Linked DNA regions of Mus musculus: region 2 is linked to region 1. Evidence: chromatin contacts called from public promoter capture Hi-C data. All regions are on one chromosome and are shown on one strand. Each heading gives the region's core, a stretch centred on a gene start, on an enhancer-like site or on the middle of the called end of the contact. The rest is flanking DNA. Distances are from core to core; before and after follow the strand shown.

Evidence for each region. Capture Hi-C pulls out chosen DNA fragments and counts their contacts.
Region 2: a promoter capture Hi-C map of adipose tissue shows a contact between it and region 1. The contact joins the promoter of Mkrn1 here to the promoter of 8030453O22Rik in region 1. A contact is called at or near these places in 1 of 39 promoter capture datasets (cranial neural crest), 1 of 484 Hi-C or Micro-C datasets (nephron progenitors), 4 of 115 datasets of contacts at active chromatin or transcription factors (embryonic midbrain and embryonic stem cells) and 3 of 9 other capture datasets (adipose tissue, liver and pancreatic islet).

Annotation. Positions count from the first base shown.
Region 1 is chr6:39,524,648-39,529,043 of GRCm38.p6, reverse strand. 8030453O22Rik (RIKEN cDNA 8030453O22 gene) reads right to left here and starts at 1,503. Exons shown (of 2, transcript NR_167680.1): 1 at 1,400-1,503. All of the region lies in intron 1 of Dennd2a (DENN/MADD domain containing 2A), which reads left to right.
Region 2 is chr6:39,418,108-39,421,995 of GRCm38.p6, reverse strand. Mkrn1 (makorin, ring finger protein, 1) reads left to right here and starts at 1,627. Exons shown (of 8, transcript NM_018810.2): 1 at 1,627-1,897. The coding sequence starts at 1,713. Gm10244 (predicted gene 10244) reads right to left here and starts at 1,618. Exons shown (of 2, transcript NR_152168.1): 1 at 1,344-1,618; 2 at 702-1,256.

The DNA.
Region 1 (4,396 bases), core at 254-2,753:
GCTCCTCAAGGAAGGAGTCAGAGTCTTACTTAACTTGGAGTCTCCTAGAGCATCCTGCACACAGCTTGGCACGAGCCTAAAAGAAAAAGATGGAGAGCTGCCTGGCTCAATGGGAGAAGATTGCGTGGTGGGTGTTTGGTCTGTGGAGCCAGAGTGCAGGCTGTAGAGAGCAGGGGGGTGGGGTGGAGATCGGCTGTGCTCCCTTCTCCCCACCCCCTGGCCCATGTGGCTATCTGCCAGAAGAGGACAGAAAGGCAGTGTCTGTGGGCCCAGCCACATGGAGAGACTCCAGAAGCTTCAGCTGTGTGAGAGTTGTGAGAGGGACAATGAGTTCCTTCCTGTCCCTGAAAGGCCTTTCAGGGCTCCCCTCCACTGTGGGATGGGTGGACCTGAGCTCCTAGCTTCCTTGGAGAACTGGGCTCGGTTACACCACAGATTTATTCCAGAGTATATGGTGCTGGGTTGCCGTAAAGCAACAGCTAGACTCCTGGGCAAGTCTATGCTCCAGTTCTCCCTGTGCCCAACTCCCAATGGCTTCGCCTGCTCCATTTCAGCTTTCAGGTCCCTCCTTGCCTGCTTCCTCTTAAAAAGAGTGTTTGTGCACATTATTTATTTGGATGTGCACGCACACTGGTGAAAAGGACAGACTGGGGCTTGAACTCAGGTCCTCGGGTTCGGTGGCAGGCACTTTTATACCCCCTGAGCCATCTCACCAGACTGTGTCTTCATTTCATAAAGGGTGATCCATGAGTGCTCTATTTTTATTTGTCTTATGTTTTAATTGAATTTATGTATTTGTTGTCTTAGTCACTATTCTATTGCTGTCAAGAGACACCATGGCCAAGGCAGCTCTTTTAGGAAGGAAAAGGGTTTAACTGGGGCTTGCGTAAAGTTTCAGAGGTTTTACTCCACCCTGATCGTTATGATGAAGAGTGCTGGGACAGATGGCACTAGAACAGTAGCTGAGAAGTTTACATCCTGATCCCCAGGCGGCAGCCAGAGACAGACAGACACTGACTGAGAGAGGCAGAGACTGACTGAGCCTGGCTCATGCTTTTGAAACATCAAAGCCCACCCCTGGCAACATACTTCCTCTAACTGGGGACTAAATATGCAAATATATGAGCCTGTGGGGTCATTAACATTCAGACCACATTTATTTATTTCTGTCTCTTCGCTGGCCTTTCCCTCCTGGTACCTAAGATCTGTTAGCATGTTTTGAAACAGGCCTCTTGATTCCTTTGAGGAAGTTCTGAGCCAAGACACTGAGTACCCTCAGTTTTACCTGGCAGGTAGAAGTCTTGGAAGCCCCAGGAGATCATGTGACCTCATCCACCTAAGACAGATTTTCTAGTTTCTTCTTGCCACCTCCCATTCCGGGTGAAATGGGGCCACATACCTGCTTCCTTCTGAAGGAGGGGCCCATGTGCCTCATGGAGTCTTTATCACTGGTCCTCTAGGCTTCCTGGAGTCTCTCTTGGTGCTGACATGGTGACCGTGTGCAAGCAGGCCACAGACAGCCACAGCCCAACTGGAACTCTGAGCTACAGATTGGCTGACAAGTAAGAGCCGCCCTTAGCATGCGCATGCGCCCTGGAAGTAGATGAGCACGCTTCTCCACCTCCTTCTGTTCTCCCTAAGAGTGTAGGAACTGACGGCCTGTCTACTTCTCCCTTTTACTACTTGCACCTACTCCCTTTCCTTAACCGGGGAATGTCACTCTCCTGAGCCTCCTGTCAGACGGCTCCTTGAACTGCCTTCATTTGAGACTTGAGAGGTCTGGATATTGCTGAGTGAGTGTTGTGTGCCTTCCAGGCCAGGGTATCTTTTTCTAGCTATAGAATCACGGTTTTTCACTTCTCTCTAAACGCTAAAGCTTTGCAGCCGTAGCTGTTCCCATCTTCTGCTAGCGGGAAGCCTTCCCCCTCCTCACCCCCCCCCCCCCCCCCCCCCGCTCATATTCTGCTATCACCAATCTCATCACAACTCTCAGCAGCCCAGACGCTAGAAACAGGAACTGCAGACACCCACGGGTATAAGAGTCACGTGGAGAAGACACTCTGTCAGTCCTGGGGACAGTTAAAATAGTGTCATCGCCCTGTACGCTTCTTGCTTGACCTTGGTAATGTTCTTCCAACAAGCCATTGTCTCTTCCTCGAGTATTGTTGAGTCACTCCAGGTATTTGAAAACTATAATGGTCACAGTTAGTTGTAATTAGTTGAGTGCCTTGGGATATATATATATATATTTTTTTTTTTTCTTTTTGGTTTTTTGAGACAGGGTTTCTCTGTATAGCCCTGGCTGTCCTGGAACTCACTTTGTAGACCAGGCTGGCCTCGAACTCAGAAATCCGCCTGCCTCTGCCTCACGAGTGCTGGGATTAAAGGCGTGTGCCACCACGGCCGGCTAAATATATAGTTTTATAATGCATATTTATATATTTAAATGTGTTTATTCTATTTTAAAATATATATATTTATATAATATATAAACATTGTATAAATATATAGTATATTTATATATAAATATATATGCTTATTTTATATATATTCATTTATTAAATGCATATGTACTATCAACCTACCATACACCAGTAACAACAAACTAGATTATGCGGCTTCTGCATGCAGAAGGCTCTCGTCTACAGAAGGCAGCTAGCATTCCTCCTTTTAAAAGAAAAAAGGAGGACTAGGTACATGGTTCGGTGGTAGAGCCCACCCAGCTCAATTCCTGTGCTCACTCTCCATGTTGAGAAGGAAAATGAGCAAGGGCTCAAGCCCCAGTCTTTCATCCCCTGTCCAGAGCCGTGAGGTAGCATATGTGACTGGGGGATTCTGCTCTGTTGGTGGCTGCCAGCAAGCATACACTAACCTGGATGGTCACATTCTCCCCTGTCTGCCATTTCAGTTCTCAGGAAAATAGCAATGAATGGTGATTCTGCCTCAAATCTAAATTCATCTACCATCCTGGAGACAACTAAAAAATTCTTTTTTTTTTTTTTTTTTTTTAAAGATTTATTTATTTATTATATGTAAGTACACTGTAGCTGTCTTCAGACACACCAGAAGAGGGAGTCAGATCTCGTTACGGATGGTTGTGAGCCACCATGTGGTTGCTGGGATTTGAACTCTGGACCTTCGGAAGAGCAGTCAGGTGCTCTTACCCACTGAGCCATCTCACCAGCCCTAAAAAATTCTTTAAGGATTGGGAGGTGGCTCAGAAGTTAAGAGCTCTTGATTTCCAGCACCCACACAGCAGCTCACAATCATCTGTAACTCCAGTTCCAAGGGTGTGGCACCCTCTTCTGGTCTCCAGGGACACCAGGCATACATGTGGCACACATACATCTATGCAGGCAAACACTCTTGCATAAAGTACAAATAAAATAAATACTATTTTTTTCTTTTGTAAGCACTATTATGAATCCTAATTGTTTTCAAAAAGAAATTCTACTCTGATCACCATGGAAAGTGTATTTGTGCTCTCTCAAGTTTGAAATTTATACTGTGCAACCAAGAACAGCAGCCTAATTTGTGGGCCCATGATGTAACTAAGGGAGAGGTCTTTTATATAAACAACTCCTGGTCTTTAGAATGCAAAGTTATAGTAACAGGATGAATGCAGTGGCTAACTATGCATGCCTTGCTGTGAACCTTAGCTGGAGTTCCTTGGTCACTATACAGTCAGATTTATGTAAACTTGGGAAATGTGCCCCGCTAACTTCACACCTGTTTACAGCACCCACGCATCTAGATACCATACATAGCGTGATCTATGCTGTGCAAATGTTTTCTATTTCTAAGCACATATATTCTCACTCTCATTAGCATTCAGATATTTTCTGCCTAAAGAGTCTTTGGCACCTTTGTGGTACTGACCTCCTAAAGTCATATTTAGAGGAGTCTAGTTCCACATGTATATGCTAGACAAAGCTATCTGCAATCACAGAGGACCTCTTTTATCCACTAAGAAGCCATTTGCCACATGGGGTTTGTGAGTGTCTTGCAGGCATCTGGGGCAACTGAGGGACTTGAGTTCAAATAGCTACTCATGGCTGCTAGAGACTGTATTGGACGGTGCATTGCTAGGCCATGTATAAAATCTAGATCTCCCTGTGGACTCACATTCACTCAGGCAACAGGTATCACTGACTCCAGCCCTGCCAGGGAAGTAGACATAACAACCTCTCTCCTGGAGAGCCCTTTCAGTGGGGTACATGCTCCAGAGAGAGTCCTCAACTCACCCTGGCTTCCCACCTCACCTCAAGGCAGTTTGTTAAGCCTAGGATTGGCAAAGACTTACAGACTTGTGGCATTATTTTAGTTTTTAGTCATTGCTGTGCTGGGTATGGATATTTCCTGTGTGAAATAGTTGGGTATGGCAGTTTATGATCCT
Region 2 (3,888 bases), core at 378-2,877, 110 kb after region 1:
TGTCTGTGGACACTAGAGTACCAGGGAGTGGACAGTAAGACCACAACACAACTTGAAACTGGATACACTGCCCACTCAGAACATATCTTTTCCTTTGCTTGGTAATTGGCTCAGATGTGGGAGACTCCAGCATATGAAGTCTTGACACCAACACTTTAGAGGGCTAAGACCTGTCCCTGTGAATGACTATAGTGACAAGAACTTTTCCATTGAATTTGTTGCTAACATTTGTGCTACCTCCCCAACAGCTGTGCAACAAATCTTAAAGATTAAAAGTAAAATAAAATAAAGGGGGACAGTGGTGAAGTCTTTAAACCCCAGGATTCAATATTTGGGAGGCAGATCTCTGTTCATTGAAGTCCAGCCAGGTTTACTTTATTGAGGAGGGAGAGAGAACTTTGGATCTAAAATGTTCCTCAGAAGTTCATGTGATGTGTCTTGGACTCCAGTGATTTATGCTTAGACACAGTTTTGGAGAAATGATTGGCACTGCCCTCATCAGTGGATTCATATAACCTGATGGTGGAAACTCTAGGGGAATGGGCATAGTTAGCTGGGAGCCAGTACTTGGGAGCATGTCCTTGAAGGCTGTCTGCTTACTGACAGATTCTTGCAGTGTAGCCCAGGCTGGCCTCAAGCCTGTGACCCTTTTTGATAGGTTATTTCTCTGATGTTGGTGAAATGAGCCAATTCACACTAGATTCGAGTCTATTAAAGGCAGGTTTATTGGGAAGCTCTCTCAGGCAGGCTAGTTCACTGGCCTCAGGAGTCGCCACGGGGGTAAGGATGGGATAAGGAAGGGAGAGAGAAAAAAAGAAAGGGCATGCAGGCAGAGAGGAGACAGAGAAAATGTCTAGAAATATAGGGAGGAGCCTCTGGGGTGAAGGGCAGCCTAGCTCCTGGGCTGGAAAGTTCAAGGTTGGGGGCAGGGAATGCCAGATAGGGACTAAAAGGACGCTAGGGAAGTCCGGAGGTCAAGTCTGCTTTGATATGTAAAATATGCACCTCAGTTCCTGGTCAGGTATAAAACCAAACACTTTTTTCCTTTAGCTTCCCAAGAGCTGGTATTACAAACAGGCTACCACACATAATTCATTTACAACATTACTGTTATTACTTTGACAGGATCTATTTAGCTTGGGCTGGTCTCGAACTTGCAGCCATTGTGATACTCAAGTCTTCACATTGGTGGGATTCCAAGATGTCTGCCGCCAGGCCCACCTGGGCACTTCCATCAGCAGGGATTCTGACAGTTCCTGTGAGAGAAAGAAACAGATCCCAACACAATAGGTTGGGATCTCACTCTAGATAAAGAGCAGACACAGCCCCAGGCCTTCCCCCACCTTGTACGTGCGCCACCAGCCATAGGCAGAAGTTGGTCCTTGCATGTGGTCCTTTGATGGCTAGGATGGCTAGGACCAGGACCATCCTAGCACACCTGGCTAAGCGTGTGATCACGCCCCTTTAGGGCGGAGCCTAAGCCATCACCAATCAGCGTCGCCGGAGGAGGGCCGCGGGTGCCCTGCGGAGCCCGCAGTTCCTGAGACCTGAGCGCTCGGAGACGCGGTGACACGGCGCGGGACTGGCGCAGAGCTCTCGGGCTCCTCAGCCTCCCTCCCCTCCCCTCCCTTCGCTGTCTTCTCCTTCTCAGCCGGACCGGAACTATGTGATCCCGGAAGTTCCGGGGCCATTGCTGTGTGGGATAAACAGTAATGGCGGAGGCTGCGGCTCCCGGAACAACAGCCACAACATCAGGAGCAGGAGCGGCAGCGGCGGCGGTGGCAGCGGCCTCCCTCACCTCTATCCCCACAGTCGCTGCCCCGTCCCCGGGGGCGGGAGGAGGGGGCGGCGGCAGCGACGGCAGCGGCGGCGGCTGGACGAAACAGGTCACCTGCAGGTAGGACGTTGCGTGGCGCGGCGGAGGGCGGGGGCTGCGGGGCCGAGCAAGAGGCGGAGGCGGGCGTCGCGGGGTCCCCGCTGCGGCTGTCCGTACAGCATCGCTGCGTCAGCCTCCGCAGAGGTTGGCCGCGGCATCGCTGCGGGTTTCAGACTGCGGGCTCGGACTGCAGGGCGGTCCCGTCACCTCGCCTCGCTCAGCGGCGCCCCGGTGCGTGCGGAGAGGACCGGTGTCCCCGCCCTGGCCTCCATCGCTACAGGTTCGGGGATGCGGCGCGAGCTCGCCGATGCGAATCGGGCTCTAACGACCCTCGGTGCGCCCTGAGACCCTCCAAGGGTCCCGGCGAGCTCGGCCGGCCCCGGGGCTCCGAGCCGGGCTATCCGTTTGTAACGTCTTTTCTGCTCTCTGCGCCGCTCACCCCCGCCCCGCCGGGAGCAGCCGCTTTTGTATGCCTTTGTATGTAAGTCGGTGGTCGGCGGTTCCGAGCTTTGTCTCCGAACCGAGCGTTCGGAGCCGGCGTTAGGCTCTTCCACCCTTGGTTTTATGAACTGCCATTATTATTACTGTCCCTTTGAGAGGCGTTCTTCTTTGCGAGAAAGGAGATCCGACCAGAGAGGTTTGGTTCTTGTTTGGTAAGCGAGACGAAATTATTGGGAAAATGTATGATCAGGTGACAGTTATACAGTACGTATGTTAAAAAATAATTCCCCAGCTATAAACGTTGGAGGAAGGATTGTTTGTATTAACGATGGGAGGGGGCTTATTGAGACAGTCCTACTGTGTGGCCCCGGTTGACCTATATAGTCTGACTGCCCTAGAATTTTCGGCAATCCTCTTGTTTTTGCCTCTCTAGTGCGGGAGTGCAGGGGTGAGATGATACCACGCCCGAGTATATAGATTTTAACTACCAGGAAGGACTATATACGCTTTTCTATCGGCTAAGAAAATTAAAAGGAAATGCCACTTTAAACCCGGCAAGGACAGTTTATTAACCGCAAATGCTAAAGGCAATTCCTAATGAACAACTCGGTGTTGATATTAACTCCCAAACTGAAGAATCTTCCAGTCTTTCCTGTAACACATTTAATAACGTCAGATTAAAGCTTTCCCCTCAGTCTGTTCTTTTTTTTTTTTTTTTGAGGCAAGGTCCAGCTTTGCAGCCTGGTTGTCCTAACACTGTTGCATTGACCAGGCTGGCCTTGAACTTCCCTCCTCCAGCCTTTGCCCTCCTAGTACTAAGGATAGTGTTTCCACCCGGGCTGATATTGAAAATTTAAATCCTTGATTTTTTTTTTTCTTTCATCTACTATCTTTCTCTAGTCTAGTTCTAAATACCCATTACCAAATAACATTTCATAACTGATTTCATTATCATCCTGTCAGATGCTTGCAACTTTATACATTTCTGCTTCAACATTTCTTCTTTCCTTTTCCCTCCCTTACTCCCTCTTCCTTCCTAAGACAGTGTTTCTTTATGTAGCCTTAGCTGTCCTGGGACTAGCCCTGTAGATCAGCTTGGCCTGGAACTCACAGGTCTCTGAGTGCTGGGATTAAAGGGGTGAACCGCTACTGTCCGGTTAACATTTTCCCTTAATTTTTTTATGATTTGTGGGTATGGTTGGGGCAGTTGGTTCCCCAGCATCTGTGGAGAAGTGTACTAAAATTGAAAGGATAATTTTAGTGTCTTTCATTTTTATGTGGGTTCTAGGAATCAAACCCAGCCTTCTTTGTATCAACAAAGATGTCTTGCCGCCACCCCTTTTTCTTTATTCTTCTGAGGAGAATGTGTGAGATGCAGAGGCTAATATAACTGGGAATGGCTTGGGACTTGTTGATCCTTCACTCCTGTCTCTCTCTAGTGCTGAGATTATAGACATCTCTAGATGTCCCCCACAGGGAGGGAGGGAGGGAGGGAGGGCTTGCTGGATGAGGGAAACTTTGCCGATCCCCTGCCTTCCGCTTGCTTTTCCCTGTTTCCTCTTTTTAGTTCC